Regions from separate parts of the Sus scrofa genome. Here region 1 is linked to region 2. A link is a contact called in public HiChIP or PLAC-seq data. All regions are on one chromosome and are shown on one strand. Each heading gives the region's core, a stretch centred on a gene start, on an enhancer-like site or on the middle of the called end of the contact. The rest is flanking DNA. Distances are from core to core; before and after follow the strand shown.

What was found. HiChIP or PLAC-seq counts read pairs in DNA pulled down with a chosen protein or histone mark.
Region 1: an H3K27ac HiChIP or PLAC-seq map of alveolar macrophages shows a contact between it and region 2. The contact joins two enhancer-like sites. A contact is called at or near these places in 2 of 2 datasets of contacts at active chromatin or transcription factors (alveolar macrophages and skeletal muscle).

Annotation. Positions count from the first base shown.
Region 1 is chr13:199,065,532-199,069,786 of Sscrofa11.1, reverse strand. No RefSeq gene overlaps it. Among named protein-coding and RNA genes, the nearest start is that of RUNX1, 430 kb to the right of the region's middle. Within about 2 kb of position 2,271, at least 1 of the 83 cell types and tissues checked has an H3K27ac peak or open chromatin away from gene starts, as enhancers often do. A contact at or near this core is called in alveolar macrophages, where this site is marked.
Region 2 is chr13:198,687,487-198,691,884 of Sscrofa11.1, reverse strand. No RefSeq gene overlaps it. Among named protein-coding and RNA genes, the nearest start is that of RUNX1, 54 kb to the right of the region's middle. Within about 2 kb of position 2,699, at least 8 of the 83 cell types and tissues checked have an H3K27ac peak or open chromatin away from gene starts, as enhancers often do. A contact at or near this core is called in alveolar macrophages, where this site is marked.

The DNA of each region.
Region 1 (4,255 bases), core at 1,022-3,521, 380 kb before region 2:
ATTGGAGATCCCTGGTGGCTCAGTGAGTTAAGGGCCCAGCGTTGTCACTGCTATGGCACAGGTTTGAACTCTGGCCCAAGAAGACAAACAAAACAAAAACAACAACAAAGAAATAAAGACAGTAGTCATTAGCTTTAAGGTACCCCCTCCTGAGATATGACTTCATCTTAACATGGTTACATCTGCAAAGACCCCCTTTCCAAATGAAGTCACATTTATAGGTACTGGGGGGTAAGGATTTGAGCGTATCTCTTTGGGCAACACAATCTAATCCATTACAACATGTAAGACAAGGTTGGAAAATTAGGTAGGAAGGAATCCAGGGATATTCTAATGCTTGCTATGAGCTTGGATGTTGCTTGGGATGAAAATAGGTAAGGCAAGCAAGGAATCAATCCATGGCAAAGTTTGAGATCACAGCTTTCTTAGGATTGTTACCCTGGCAACTTAACATAGGATGGGAGGATTGAGAAAGCTACAGGCTCTTTAGCTGTTGGGAGGTTACGTCCTTTGTTGGGCAGATAGAAGTATGGCCTGCCAACGGGATTGAAAATGGCACGCTCATAGGGGAGTATGTGTTAGAATCAAGTAAATGGTCATTGATGGGACATTGAGTGGAAGATAGGGATGAAGAAGGGGGTGGGGAGGGAGAGGAAGATGGAAGGGAAAAGAGAGCATGCCCAGGAGAGAAATCCAAGTTATGAAATCCAAGTAACAGAGATAGGAGAGAAAAAGAAGTTAGTTTTCAATATTTGGATTCAGGTACTGGAAACTAATCCACAAAGACAGATTCAATAGAAATTTGGAGATGTGCATATAGAATCTGAGCAGGAAACATACATTGTAAGTTTGTTTACAAGAAGAAGAAGAAACGTTATAGCTTCTTCTGAGTTTACTGTTTCTTGGTTTTACTTTGGATGGAGAGGTGAAGGCAAAGTAGGGTTTGAGGAGGCAAAACACTTCCTATTACTTTTTAAAATTTAGGGAATAGAAGCTGACGAGAGAAACTTGGACTAGCTCCAAGCCTTGAAAAGCTCAGCAGCAAGAAGACTATCAAAATATTTTCTTAGGAATCAGGGGAGTCAATGGAGGGCCCAGTTCCATCTTGAGTTTATTCACTGCTGCTTCTAGTTGGCGTTAAGAAGAGTCAATAATCTTGGTGAGGATAAGCTGCCTATTTGTTTGGCTTAATGTGAACAAGTCAAAGAATCACAGAAAGAGAGAGAGAGAGACCAAGACAGAGAGATAGATAGAGATAGATAGACAGAGAGAGATGGTGTGAGGTAATAGGTATTTTGCCACATCCATGTTTTAAAATTGAAAGTTTGAGTGGAGCGCCACTCATTGGTACAGCGCTACCTTCGGAGACTAATAGATTCAGTGTGTTTGGGGACAGCAGTGGAATAGCTTGGAAACCATTTCTGGGAACATTGGACATGTGTGGGGAAGTACAAAGGGATAAATGGAGAGGATGAGCTGATTAGAGGATGCAGGTATAAATGCTTTGTGCCTCGGCTTTCTTCCTGTCCCTCTAACTCAGGCGGAGAGCTGCTGCACTTGAATTTATTATGGAATGAATTCTAAAGGAGAACATTCAGCATTTTCTACAGTGGGAACAGTAACAGTAGGAAGTAGTGATGATAAGATTTGGGGAAAAATATATTTGAGTTTAAAAAAATCTCTGCTGAGATATCTGCTTGTATTCATGATTAGGCTTATTATTTCTTCTTCATTATTGCAAAGGTTGCTCTCTGTTCTGAATTTCTAGGCTTTTATAAAAATATTAATGGAGGTTCCATGTTCATCTTTCAAACACTCCTTCACTCATATGGCTTATGAGGTGAACTCTCTTGAAAATATTATTTGTGCTAAATATTTGAAAATTTTTTGTTTCTTTCAGTGCATCACCTGAGATTGGTCCTCAGTGCTCTGTGTAATTCAAGTGAATGTTTATAAATGAAGTTTGTAAATGTAGATGAGACACAGTCTCTATTTTCAGGAGCTCGAAATTAAAAAAAAAAATTGGTGTCTTTGCAAATAATTGCAATTGGAGGTGGTGTCTGAGTCCATTCCAGTTGCTATAACAAAATAACACAGGCTGGGTAGCTTACAAACAACTGAAATGTATTTCTTTCAGTTCTGGGGGCTGGAAGTCTGAGATGAGCAGGGCAGCCCGGGCAAGTGACTTGACCTCTTCTAGGTGGCAGACTTCTCCTTGCATCTTCATCTGACAGAAGGGATGAGGAAGCTCTGTGAGGTCTCTTTCATCAAAGCACTAACCTTGTTTATGAAGGCTCCAACCTCATGACTTAGTCACCCCCAAAGTCCTACTTCCTAATACGGTTACACTGGGCATTTGGGTGTCAACATATGAATTTTGAGGAGACACCAACATTCAGACCATAGCAACTAGTTACATAATTCTCAGAACCAGTGCAAAATGAAAATGTTGGGCCTCTTGTTCAAAAGTGAAGTATTTCAGGCTGGTGACCAAGAGCATTCAACCAACTGGGGGACCGTCTTGAATGAGGGGCCCTGTGTGACTGCAAAGGTCATGTCCATGAAGCTGGGCACGTGTGGATATAAACTGGCCTCTGGATATGGCTATGCTCTAATTTCTAGCCATTCCTTCTCTTCACCACTGACTTCCTGCACACTTAAGATGCAAAGCAGGACAACTTAGGGGTTTTGCTCTTGCTGGTTCCTCTGCCTGGAACACATTCCACTGGATTGTCACCTGGCGCACACTCGTGTACCATTGTCTCCGCTCAAATATCATTTCTTCAGAAAAGACTGTCCTGACAACCCTATTTAAATAACCACTTCCTATCTCTGGCTTCTTACCCTGCTTTGTTTGTCTTAATAACTGTCTCCCAAGGTTGACCAGATGTCTATGTGATTAGTGTTTCTTGATGGATTTCCCCAGACAGAATGGAAACTGTGCGTAGGCAAGAATTTTGTTTTGCTCACCATCGTACCTTCAGTATCTGGAACAAGGCTTAGCACAAATAAGGAACTCAAGAAATAATTGGGTGAATGAATAAATGTATGAATGAAGATATATTGCTGCAGAATTCAAGATTTCTGTCTTGGGGAGCAAAGAAGTTTCTAGCAATTTCCAGTCTTTCATGAAGATTTGGTCTTAGATGGCAGGTGTGTGAAGGACATCTCACAATTACAGAAGGACAGACAAGATGGATTGTGTCATCATTACGAAATTTCCTATACATTCTGCTTTCCTAGGATCAGAACCTGGAAAATCCTATTTGTATCTTTTGCATATATTCTTTGATCTTTTGCATGTATTCTTTGAGCTCTACTCAATTCACATATATTATCCAATATGCCAACAAAATCATCTTTATATCCTGTAGCATGTTGGAGTGTGTGCTCTAAGCACAGACCTGTTTTCTGAGAACTTCTACCCATAATCCCTGCTGAAAGGGTAGGTTCAGGAGGCCATGCTTGGCTCTATCACCTTACCATGTTTGCCATAGGTGATAGGAGCAGAAGTGGATATTTGACCAATGCCAACTAATTAGCTTGCTGGCCAGTGACCAATGAGCTCTTGCTCAAAAAGTTGAACAGAAAGACAGAGACTCTAGCCAATTGGTGGTGGTATTCCCCTAATAGACTCAGGAGGTTGCTACATTGAGTCTAGTTGAAGAGACAATGAAGACAGGAAAAAAAAGATAAGAAACAGTGAGACATAGAGAAAGAAGGAAAGTCATGGGGTGCTGAGAAGTGGAGAGACTTCTTTTTTTAAGAGTTTCCCAGTTGTATGGACCACTGATATTTTTTGGTTTCTCTCTCTCTCTCTCTGAGATCACTTATAATAATCCATGTTGGACACCTGACACCCTTACCCTATGAAATTGAGCCAGAAATTAACTAGAAAAGTACAAATACTAGGAAATGCATCTTTCAGGTTTTACCCAACTACCCATTTCAATGATATTAAATGTAAGGTAAAGATATATACCTATGTACAAGAAAAGATATTGTAACGGATAAAAAAGCAGTAAGTAACAAAATCTATTCTCTTGATAGAGGATATGAATTTTGTTAGTAAACAGAAAATGCATGTGTTACAGAGTATGGATAAGTTCCTAGGAAGCGGAGAGATTCATGTTGGGTGAAGTCTTGGTGCCAAAGTGGGATTTGAGCCACTCCTGGAAGGATGGGTAAGATGCAGGTGTTTCTTTCAGATAAGATGAATTGGATAAAGACACGAAGAGTGAGACAGTCCTGTTCA
Region 2 (4,398 bases), core at 1,450-3,949:
GACCCCATAGGGCAGGGATGCAGGATTTGATCTGCAGTATTAAATCAAAGGACTGGTGTTGATCTGAGCAAAATAATGGACCTCTGTACATGCAAACACGCACACAGATATATACACCGACACACACACTTTCAGGTTTGCATTCACACAGATAGATCACAGGTACATACATGCACACTGTGGGAGATCTTTATACAGGAAGCCCAGTGTCATGGTTAAGAGCATTGATTCTGAAGCCAGACTGACTGGATTTGTACCCTAACTTCTTCTCTTAAGATGTATGTGACCTCAAACTAAATATGCAATTGTGAAAGGAGGAAGAAAATAATCTATACCCAAAAAGGGTTCAAGAGAGAACAAAATGAGCCTGTATAGGTAAGGCACCAGAAGAGTAGCTAGCGTTCAGGGAGTTCCAGGCAAGTGCTTATTATTACCATTATTATTATTATTATTATTATTATTATTATTAGCCTTTTAAGGGCTGCACCCACAGCATATGGAAGTTCTCAGGCTAGTGGTTGAACCAGAGCTGCAGCTGCCAGCCTACACCACAGCCACAGCAACGAGGGATCTGAGCTGTGTCTGTGACCTACACACAGCTCATGGCAACGCCGGATCCTTAACCCACTGAGTGAGGTCAGGGATCACCAAGGATCAAACCCACCCCTTCATGGATACAATTCAGGTTCGTGACAGCTGAGCCACGATGGGAGCTCCTATTTTTTTCCAACTCAATGAATTTTATTATATTTATAGTTGTACAACCATCATCCCAACCCAATTTCACAACATTTCCATCCCCAACCCCCAGCCCAGCCCAGCCTCTGCAACCTGTCTTCTTTGGTAACCATACGTTTTTCAAAGTCTATGAGTCAGTTTCTGTTCTGCAAAGAAGTTCATTGTATCCTTTTTTTAGATTCCACATATAAGTGATAGCATATGACACTGATGTCTCGCTGTCGACTAACTTCACTTAGCATGATAATTTCTCTGTCCATCCATGTTGCTGCAAATGCCATTATTTCATTCCTTTTTATTGCTGAGTGATACACATGTTCTTCATCCACTCCTCTGTCGATGGACATTTAGGTGGCTGCCAAGTCTTGGCGGGAAGTGCTTACTAAATAGAAGACTCTGGAGTTACCTGGTGGTGCAGCAGATCAAGGATCTGGCATTGTCACTGCAGTGCCTTGGGTCATCACTGTGGTTCAGGTTCGATCCCTGGCCTGGGAACTTACACCTGCCTGAGTGCAACCAATAAATAAATAAATAAAAGACTATTTCTCTCTCTCTCTCTGTCTCTCTCTCTCTGTCTCTCTCAGAAAGAGAGGATGTAGTCTCTGCCTGGGCAGCCACGATTCCAGCTAACTCTACCATTGAAGGCCAAGAGAGAGACTGGATGCTGGTGGATGACCAGTAGTCTCTGCCATGGCTGTACATAGAGCCAATTTTTGTTTGTGTTTGGGTGAATATTGGATTAATATTTGTATCCCTCACTAGACAGCAGGGTCCAAGGGGCCAGGGAAACTTGGAGAAGGTCTCACAATTTTTTCCTCCTTATTTGGCATGCTGCTTGGCACATCGTAGGTGCTTCATAAATGCTTGTTGAATGAATGGTAACTTCTACTACTGCTGCTGCCGCTAGAAAAATACAACTCCAATTATTGTCAGAGATTTGGTTTTCTACATTATAAATTATTATACTGAAATATGAATTCGTGGCTAGAAATTATGTCTTATGAAGATAATCCAAAAGAGTTCAAGTAATAAGAAAAAACTTTGTTCCATAAAAAACAATAGAAAATTAAAACTTTAGGAGTTCCCGTCGTGGCTCAGTGGTTAACGAATCCGACTGGGACCATGAGGTTGTGGATTTGATCCCTGGCCTCGCTCATTGCGTTAAGGATCTGGTGTTGCCGTGAGCTGTGGTGTAGGTTGCAGACGTGGCTCGTATCCTGCATTGCTGTGGCTTTGGCTTAGGCCGGCGGCTACAGCTCCGATGACCCCTAGCCTGAGAACCTCCATATGCTGTGGGTGCGGCCCTAGAAAAGGCAAAAAGCCAAAAAAAAAAAAAAAAAAAGGAAAAAGAAAATTAAAATTTTAAAAGTGAAAATTTATAAAATAATAAGAAGAATAATCAAGGCTTTGTTTTGCAAAAAGAGTAAAATTAAATAAATACCAGGGAAATTTATGTGGAAACAAAGAAAATAATACTCCCAGGTGGTGTCAAGTAATTCAGTCAAGAATAACTTGCTGGAAACTTAGAATTAGTGCTTATGTCCCACATACCAAATTGGTAGGCATAAAATATAATTAACAAATAAAGCCATAGAATGGATTTTAACATGGGAAGACAAGCACCACTCCTTGCCATCACCAGAAGGTAAAGAAGCAGCTGGCTGAGGACACCGCAGTCTAGGAAATGTCTCATGTACACCTGGGGTGAAATATGTGACTGGGATGATGGGATTGTGCGGGAGAGAGTCTGGCCGAAGATTAAAAGAAAGAGGCAGAAGTGAGACCACCCATCCCGAAGGCGGAAGTGATGATGTTTTGCAGGCACGGATCGAATGCAGACACAGATGCAGCGAGAGGAGCTGGGTGATGGCGGAGGAAGGGGCGGGGTGGGGGGAGCCATAGGGACATCTGCTAGAAATTGACTTGCCAAAAGAGGAAGCGATGAAGAACCGCTTCTCTGGATCTATTCTAACCAACAAGGAAGTGGCCGGGGCCCTGAGGGGAGAAAAGCAGGTTACTGCAGAGACAGCCAGTGATGGGGGGAGCTGGGTCTTGTCAGATGGATGGCCTGGCTTTGAGAAGACAGAGTTCTAAAAGCTGAGAAAAAGACCAGTGGGGTTCTAAGACTTGAATTAGCAGGTTGCTCCAAAAGGAACAAGAGCTCTCGTTAATAGCATGATCCTGCCTGGGAAGAAAATGGGGAAGTAGCTAAAGAGGTGGCCAAGCAGGAAATTCTTTGTAAAGTCAGATGTAAAAACACTTGTACAAAAAAAAAGGAAGAAAGATGAATATAAACGAATGTAAGAAATAGCGTCAGGAAGCCTTGTGCTTTGAAGAGGCTTGAAAAACACGCTAAGGCCTAAAACGAGAGTCAAGGGAAAGAACAAGGAGAGGATAAACCTTCTGTAACAGCAGCTGGTACATGGTATAAACAAACAGAGAGGAAGGATAACAACTCAGTTCAGTTCAACTAAACAAGGATTTACTGTCTTCTGTGTAAAAAGCCACTACCAGCAGCTCACAGGCCAGAGAAAGAAAGTATGCAAAGAACTAAATTATGTCTCAGGATGCTACATGTCTATAGTGTTCAGGGCTCAAGTTCAGAGCCCCGATAAGAGTGGAGGCTCCAAGGATAAGAGCGGAGATGCAGGTTCTGAAGGATGCTAATAGGGGCTATGGACTGGGAAATGCTAATACTTTCAGGGAAAGCAGAGAATAAGGAAACTGCAGAGGAGAGTGAGAAAAAATAGACAGGAATATAGGGAGAGCCTGGAGGCAACTATCCTAGCAATCTGGGCTGGAAAGAATTTTCAATTTAAAGTCCGTATGGAGCTTGAATTATATGAACTGGTCATGCATGCTGATAGCAAATCCCTAGTGATTTAGGGATGCTTTTGGTAGAGTGGTAGGACAGAAACAAGGTGCATAAGAGGCCTATAAGATGAAGCAACCGAGGCCATTATTTCCCAAAGTTTCCCTGTTATGGGAGTAAAATAAAAGATGGACACTCTAGGAAGACTTAAGATCAAAGATGAATTTTGTGCTTTGTTCTTATTTAAAAATGTCTGTCTGTTTATACATGGGGGAATACTTAAGCATAACTGTATGTTTAGAGGAAAGAGAAAGTAGAACAGAAGTCTCTAGAAATTAAAGATAGCGAGGAGGTGATTGATAAGGGAAGACCCTGGAGGAAGCAGATAGGGGTAGGAGTTGAAGGCTATGTGAGGACATTAACTGCAAGAAAGGGATGTCAACTTCTCAATGGAAATTTCAGGGCCCTGAAAATAGATCAACCTATAATCTCTATTTCTTGGAGAATTAAGAAAGATTGAGTCCTCCAAGAGGGAGGGTATCTGAAGCCTGGAGAGAAGTAGCAATTTCCATTCCATTAAGGGAACAAAAGAGAGAGCTGTCACAAGATTTGTAGAAAGAGAATTGGATAGAGTTGAGATCCCAGCTCAAGCTAAAGGTTATGGATGTGTAGGACCCCAATCTACATGGTGTCTAAGTTTTCCCAGTAGTCCAGGTGCAGAAAAGCTGGATGGTTATATTGATCCAGGGATGAGGCTCACCAGTAGGTATGGTGGAAGGACAAGAATGCCTGGGTATGGAAGATGTAAACAAAAGAAGAATTAAAGTGATAGGTCATGAGATCTGGGC